Linked DNA regions of Mus musculus: region 2 is linked to region 1. A link is a contact called in public promoter capture Hi-C data. All regions are on one chromosome and are shown on one strand. Each heading gives the region's core, a stretch centred on a gene start, on an enhancer-like site or on the middle of the called end of the contact. The rest is flanking DNA. Distances are from core to core; before and after follow the strand shown.

What was found. Capture Hi-C pulls out chosen DNA fragments and counts their contacts.
Region 2: a contact with region 1 is called in a promoter capture Hi-C map of liver. The contact joins the promoter of Tgtp2 here to the promoter of Irgm1 in region 1. A contact is called at or near these places in 9 of 39 promoter capture datasets (the C10 cell line, the HPC-7 cell line, cranial neural crest and 6 more), 1 of 15 datasets of contacts at CTCF or cohesin (the NIH/3T3 cell line), 3 of 484 Hi-C or Micro-C datasets (B cells, bone marrow-derived macrophages and embryonic fibroblasts), 11 of 115 datasets of contacts at active chromatin or transcription factors (the 230-238 cell line, CD8 T cells, the HPC-7 cell line and 7 more) and 3 of 9 other capture datasets (adipose tissue, liver and pancreatic islet).

Annotation. Positions count from the first base shown.
Region 1 is chr11:48,869,338-48,873,352 of GRCm38.p6, reverse strand. Irgm1 (immunity-related GTPase family M member 1) reads left to right here and starts at 1,933. Exons shown (of 3, transcript NM_008326.2): 1 at 1,933-2,259.
Region 2 is chr11:49,062,447-49,066,461 of GRCm38.p6, reverse strand. Tgtp2 (T cell specific GTPase 2) reads left to right here and starts at 2,250. Exons shown (of 2, transcript NM_001145164.1): 1 at 2,250-2,499.

The sequences.
Region 1 (4,015 bases), core at 684-3,183:
ACCTTGGTTCCCAAGAGTGAATCTCCATGAATCTTTCTGTAAGGAGTAACTAACATGGTGTGGCGATTAATGAACTGTACCAGGGTCTCCCTGCTGAACAACAGGGTGAAAAGGCAAGTCCCCACACTTCGGTGTCAGAGAAAAGTAAACAGAGAAATGCCTATACTGTGCTTTTGTAACTGTTGACTCTTCCTTTCCTTTCTACAGTGAATGAATGATTAACCAGAGTAAGAACCTGGTACTAAGACAGGATCTTGATTAACTCAGCCTTTGCTCGTCTTGATAGTTCATGCTTTTAGCTCCAGCACTCAGGAAGCAGATGCAGGTAAACTCCGTAAGTTCAAGGCCAGCCTGGTCTACACAGAGAGTAGGTTAGGGAAGCCAAAGATTCTCGGCCAGTGACATTTTTAAGGACAGACCGCCTGTGTTCTGATTATTGACTGTGTACACACAGCATCCTGCCCTGAGGAATCTTTACCTGACACCCAGTTATAACAAACCCTGCTGTGCCCAGCCTCAGTTCCTCCGCAGGAGCAAGAGCCTGAGAGAACTAACTCTGAGCTCAAGGGAGACCCTGGCCCTGGGGAAACACAAAGTGCTGAGTTGAAATGCTGGCTCACTGAGACAGAAGGTTCCAGAAACTCTCTTCCTGGCCTTCCTGTACTGTGCTCAGACCTGTTCCTGTTTGTTCTTATAGAAATCACATAAAGAAAGCAGGACATACAGATTGTCCAGTCTCTCAAAGACAGACATTGAAACTAGCCTGCTTTCTCCTCAGGCTTTGAGGAGAAGCTGAGGGCTTAGAGGAATCAAACAAGGACAGATCCTGGCTATCACTCAAGGCCTCCAGTTCATTAAACAACAGCTCACACTTGTTCCTCTTCTCAGCAACTCAGTCTTTTCCGGTAAGGAGAAAGAGAAAGCCACCAGCGCCGGTAGAGGATCACATTACTGGTCACTTGGAGGGGTGACAAAGGGCTCCTTGTGACCAGAGGATCACATTGCCCAAACCTCTGGGCAATACTGAGCCTGTAATGGGCAGAAGTAGAGTTTGGAACACTGGTTAGTGCCTGTGTGAGGAGCCGCCTCATTCCTCCTGGCCCAATCTGTCTCCCTCTCGCAGTGACTATGGAACAGGCTCAGCTCTGCCCCTCTTTGCTGTGCAGTAAGAACTCACCGGTAGGTACAGAAGAGCAGCAGAGAGAATAACAGCCGCCCGACACTCTGAAAGCTACTTGGCTCCTCTTCGCTGCCCCCTCTGTCACTGTGACCGTGGCCGGTTGCTTTAAAAAAAAAAAATTCTGTTTTTCTTCATGAAAACGTTACACAGGGGTCAGTGCTTCTATGCCATGGTCAAAGCGTCCAGCCCCTGCGTTTACTCTCTAATAATCTACCTCCTAGATCTGAGGAAAATGAAGTATGTCCCCTCTCAGCTCATACCCTCTTCCCTCTCAAACACTAACGAGGACAAGAACCCGATTCTCGACTCCCTGGTGCTCTGACATTCTCCTTTATATAGAGAGGTGTGATTAATCAAGTGAGCCGGCAAACGGGGTAAACGATCATACAGAACAAGGTCTCAGTGCAGCCTCCAAGCTCGGGGTGGCCTGAGGTTGCTGGGTCTGGAGGTTAGCATTGCCCAGGGCCAGCATCTCCACAGGTGGTATCCACGGAAAGAAGTAGCAGGTTCAGACACTGGAAGGTCTGACGCGGGGCTGGCTGTTAAAGTCCCTAAACAGACACAACTCCAACCCCAACGCCCCCACCCTCCACTTCCACCACCACCTCCAATCCCTCATCCCGACCCCTGTTGACGGTGAGTCAGCACAGCAGGGTTCTGCTCCTCTTTGAAGACTACTATGCAGCCCGCCCAGCCTAATCCTGAAAACTAGCCTGTTTCAAGAAATAGAAACCGAAACTGATTCTCAATTCGAGTCCGTCCCCCCCCCGCTCCCCCGCTGGGCCCAGGCAGGCATATCTCCGGTCTAGAAAGTGCAGGACAAAAAGCAAGGTCTGCTCGAAGACCAGAAGCTGAAAGAAAATCCACGCGATCAGACCTCCTCTTGGTTCGTCTCCTCTCAGAAGGACTCCAGACCTCTGCATCTCATCTCTCAACATCCGGGTCTATATTCCAGTTTTGGATCTCTACATAGGGAACTTCTGCCGGAGGACAGCAACGTTTTTGTCCTAGGAAGAAAGGGGTGACGTTCCAGGAAGGCCACTAACATCGAATCACACATAATAACTCCTCTGGATCAGGTAAGTAAAAGTCTCTTAAATGTAGCTTGGCCACCCCCAATCTAATATGAATCCCCCAATATAATATGAACGGTAAAACCGTGAAAACAGGTCATGTGACCTTGGGGTCTGGTTTCTTTTGCTCAGGCAGTGTCCACAGCAGAGCCTCACTTTGACTGTCTAGTACCACACAGCCCTGCTGTATCTTTGCTGTTCAGATATATCTAAACCACCAGCCTGGAGGCAAATGCGTACCTCACCTTATTTCTGGCCTTGTGGTTCTTCTAATGCTGGCTAAATTTGAAGGAGGGCAGAGCGTGCCAACCCATATTCTCTTGGAATTTAAGATAGCGTCTCTTCATAGCTCCACAAAATAAACGCCCAGGATTAGAATGGACCACAGGCAATATCTAGGATACATGAAAAAAATAGGGGGGGGGGGAGGTTTGTTTCTTATCTGGACTACCCATGGAATAGGAATCTCAGAGTAGGTTTTGAGTATAAGGTATCATAGTGACCTTTTTGTCTGACTCCATTAAAATGTTTTATTTGCATTGGAGAAAGTGTCTCTGTTTAAGGAACCACCTCCTTCACTAGTCTGTAAGTTTATAGTTAATGAGATGGGAGCTTTTCAAATACCATCTTCCCAGAGCATGTGGGTTCAGTACTGTCCCCATTCACCGTGAGCAAGTTTATCACACTTTCCAAAGATAAATAAATATCAGAGGGAATTGTGTGGTCCCTGCTACCTTTCATGCAGCTATGGGCAAGTGTGTGCGAGCATGCTCTCCGTTCTGTGTCGGTTGCGAGACTCGAAAGACATTTCCTCACGGGTCTCATCCTCTTTCCCAGATTGACAGCCACAAGGATCTATATTCTTCTTTGGGGATCTTCGCCCCTGTGCAGAGAGGTGAAATAGGAGTATAATCTGGTCATGATCCTCAAAAAAGGAAGTGGAGGGTCACTTGAATCCCAGAAAGAATTCTAAGGGCTCTTTGTAAATACTGGGTTGGAGTTCTGAGGCACGGTATCCCAAGGCTGTCCACACCAACATTCCTGTGTGGCTCCTGGAGGATCCTGCAGCTTCATACAGTTATCCATGCCCTTTCCCAGTCTGCTTGTAATGTATGGACTTCAGCAGCCCTCCTGAGAGTTACTGGCTCCTGCGTGCAGCTGTGACCTGCACCATCCCGGGTGTGCAGGCAGGTCCAGGGTCCAGCACCGGGTGCTCTCGGGTGTGCAGGCAGGTGGGAAGTCTCCATCTACAGTCACAGTTACATAAATAGTTCTGAGAAAGCATGGTTTGCTCTCATCTTCTACTCTGGTGAGTGGAACTCAGTTAAGTAAAACCAATACAGAACTAGACCCTGGCTAATGATAGGTGAGATGGAGGGGAGAGAATTGCCTTGAGGACAAGACACTACTGAATGTCACACAGCTTCTTGTCTGTGTACCCCGTCTCTGCACCCCATTACAGAATGTTTTCAACCCCTGAAGTTTGTCCAGCTTCATCCCCCTGGCTTCCAGCCAGCTTTGTCTCAGACTTTATCACCAGCCCACTCTGGTGCCTATACACCCAGCTCAGGGCCCCTTGACACTGAAGCAGGAAGTACAGCCCTGGATATTCCGTAGCTTGGCCAGTCTGACATGAGAACTGCTGGAGGGGGACCCTGAATGGCTTCTATAGTCAAAGGCTGGACAGGCTGGCAGCCCCTATGCAGATGTGATATGTGACGGCAACCTTTCCCATGTCCTCCCTCTCACTGAATTCTGGACA
Region 2 (4,015 bases), core at 1,001-3,500, 190 kb before region 1:
TGACTTGAGTGATTGTCTTCATTCTCGGTCCACAGGGAACATATTACATTCATTTAAGAAATGGTGTGTGTATTAAGATGGTCCATCCATGAAGTAATTCATCAACTGTTTTAATGAACAATGATTCCTCCTTGGAGGGTGGCACAGACATTTGGTGAGGCTACGATACTGGTTCATTGGCTGTGATGATTTTGAAAAGCATTCAACTCAGAAAAAGAATAACTTATAAACTCTTCTTCAAAATGGATACAATAATTATAAATATCAAGTAAAGCACTCAGTCTCACTGTTTGTTCTTCTCTTGCAAGCCACCTCCCAAATTGATTGTCTACTTCTTTTGGCTGTATAAATAATTTTGAAATATGTCAGCTATTCTAAAAACCATAGTATAGTATAAAAACATCAAATAAACAATCCTATCGACAGAGAGGCTAAGATAGGAAAAGCATGATTTCAAGACCATTATGTAGTACACAGAAGATATTGTTACCTACAAATAAGCAGAAAGTGTATATGGATTGTACAATATTGGACATATTTCTCCAATACCAAATTAGAGAGACCAGTGGATGACATGCAACAAATTTCTTTTTTTTTTCTTTTTTTTTTTATTACGTATTTTCCTGAATTACATTTCCAATGCTATCCCAAAAGTCCCACACTCCCCTACCCACCCATTCCCATTTTTTGGCCCTGGCGTTCCCCTGTACTGGGGCATATAAAGTTTGACTGACCAATGGGCCTCTCTTTCCAGTGATGGCCAACTAGGCCATCTTTTGATACATATGCAGCTAGAGTCAAGAGCTCTGGGGTACTGGTTAGTTCATAATGTTGTTCCACCGATAGGGTTGCAGATCTCTTTAGCTCCTTGGATACTTTCTCTGGCTCCTCAATTGGGGGCCCTGTGATCCATCCAATAGTTGACTGTGAGCATCCACTTCTGTGTTTGCTAGGCCCCGGCCTAGTCTCACAAGAGACAACTATATTACAGTACTTGCAACAAAGGCTTGTTAGTGTATGCAATGGTGTCATCGTTTAGAGGCTAATTATGGGATGGATCCCTGGATATGGCAGTCTCTAGATGGTCCATCCTTTTGTCTCAGCTCCAAACTTTGTCTCTGTAACTCCTTTCATGGGTGATTGTTTCTAATTATAAGAAGGAGCAAAGTGTCCACACTTTGGTCATCGTTCTTCTTCAGTTTCATGTGTTTTGCATAGTGTACCTTATATCTCACTATACTAAGTTTCTGGGCTAATATCCAATTATCAGTGAGTACATTTCATTTGAGTTCTTTTGTGATTGGGTTACCTCACTCAGGATGATGCCCTCCAGGTCCAACCATTTGCCTAGGAATTTCATAAATTCATTCTTTTTAATGGCTGAGTAGTACTCCATTGTGTAAATGTACCACATTTTTTTGTATCCATTCCTCTGTTGAGGAGCATCTGGGTTCTTTCCAGCTTCTGGCTATTATAAACAAGGCTGCTATGAACATAGTAGAGCATGTGTCCTTCTTACCGGTTGGGACATCTTCTGGATATATGCCCAGGAGAGGTATTGCGGTATCCTCCGGTAGTACTATGTCCAATTTTCTGAGGAACCACCAGACTGATTTCCAGAGTGGATGTACAAGCCTGCAATCCCACCAACAATGGAGGAGTGTTCCTCTTTCTCCACATCCTCGCCAGCATCAGCATCTCCCCTCTCCCCTCTTCCCTCTCCTCTCCTCTCATCTCCCTTCTCCTCTCATCTCCCTTCTCCTCCCCTCTCCCCTTTCCTTTCATCTCCTCTCTCCTATCTTCTCTCCTCTCTGTTCTCTCCTCTGTCCTCTCTCCTTTTGCTTCTCCTCTCTCCTTTCTCCCCTTTCTCCTCTCCCCTTCTACCCTACAATCTACCGCCCTATTCACTCTCTTTCTTTCCCCCTAGCCCCCTGTTCCCTTTCATCTCTTCCCAACTACCCTTCCCATGCCCTAAATAAACTCTATTCTATTTCTGTGACTAGTGCCTCCCCTGGAGAAAATGCCTCACCAGGGGCCCACAGAGGCATCCTCACTACCACCACCCCCCAAACACACACACCATACTGCACCTCTATCAAACATATTCCTGGTTGTTTCTTTTTATAAAACACAATATAGTTGACATTTGATTCCTACAAGCTAGCCATTTCCAGGAATCGAAACCGAAACCTACTCTGATTACAGCCCCCCTCTTTGGTGGTTTAGATAAATAGGGCTCAGATCCTGGCAGAAAAGTGTAGAGAGCAAGGGCTGTGTGTGGACCAGTAAGGACAAAGAAACTCAGGGAGATCCAACTGTCCATCCCACGGTCTCCTCCTTTCTATGTGCAGTTCTTCCTGGGACACCAGAACTCCACACCTCATGTCCTCTCTTCATAAACATCCTGAATCTGAATTCAGTTTTAGATAAAGACGTTCCCTAAGAGGAAAGCCATCACAGAAGTGTTATTGCCACCAGATCAAGGTCACCACTGCTGAGGTAAGTGAAGGGCGTCTAGCTTCAGCTTGTTTGATAATCCAAGATGTGTGATAGCATGAGGAGTGCTGTCCTGACACCAGGAAAGGAGAGCTCAGGTTTGTACTCAGGGAGGATCCTGGGCACAGGAGTATCTTTCAATGGCCATTTTTTGGACCACAGAACATCCCAAAGCAGAGGAGACAACCCCTACCTTCCACCTGTGTTTTGTGGACCATGCTTGTCTTCTGGAGCAGTCAAGCTTGGAGAAAGATGCCAGGTTGGGATACTCAGATGCCCTTGGAGTCCATGCTGTAGGCTCTTCATTTGTCCCATGGAGATAAAGTCCCAGATCAGAAACAGCCACAGACAAGCTCTGGCAGATCATGTTAGGGCCTCTAGTTTTCAAAAGATTCCTCTGCCCTCTGTCACCTGTTACATAGAAGGGCCTTTTTGTAGTTCTTTCTGTTTCTCTCTTGCAGTGTGCAAAACAATTTGCTTTATGCATTCTGGACTTTCACTATAGTATGAATTCAGCAGTTTCTTTTTCTTTTTTTTTTTTTTTCATGACCCCAAAATATTTATTTTTAATTGGTTGGCACTGTAAGATTGTAGGAAACTACCAAGCCAGAATTTGGTGTCTAAAAACTATTTACAAACCTTAGCAACCATATTTCATATTTTTACCAAGTTAACAGAAAAACCTTGAATTGATATTTCACTTAGACATCATAAAGTATTCCCTAATTACATTGAATGATATTGACAAAAGTGGATGGAATAGATAGAAAATAAATGACTATATCACACAGTACATTAAAAATTGAAACATATCAAATGTTTTAAAAGGTTCAGTTGATTTGAAAAGAAAATGTAATCATTTCTCTAAGCCAAAGGAAACCAGAAGTAAATATCATTAAAATGGGTATATTTAAAATCTTCTTACAAATTCTTTTTAATCAGAAATATCTGAATAATAAGAAATGGAGGAAAATGTTTGTAAGACAGTCTAATAAGGCTAATAAGGTCGTCTTACACAAAAAAAAACCACTTCTAATCTAGTGAGAAAACCACCTACACACACCTGTCTCTAGCCACTTGTGAGCATGTATGCACGACACGCAGGTACTCTGTGGCTCTTTTCCTCCAGCCAGGCATTAATGACAGAGATCCTCACAGGGTTCCTCTTGCCCGCTTTAAGCTTTTCTCTTTTTTTTTTTTAATTAGGTATTTTCCTTGTTTACATTTTCAATGCTATTCCAAAGGTCCCCCATACCCACCCCCAGCAGTTTCTTTTTCTACCCTGTGTATCTGGACTTCTACAATCCTCTTTTATATGTCTGGGTGTGATTTTTCTGTCCCTAAATTTGGGGACATTTTTGCTAGGAAAATTCCTCTATGTTGTCTGCGAATCCTGATAATTTCATATGGTCCACTCTGTTGTGAGCCTTCCTATTGAGCACTTAATTTAATGAATCTTTAATCTCTAGCCTCATCCACCATTTTGAGTGGCATTTTTAATCTCTACATCACCAACCAA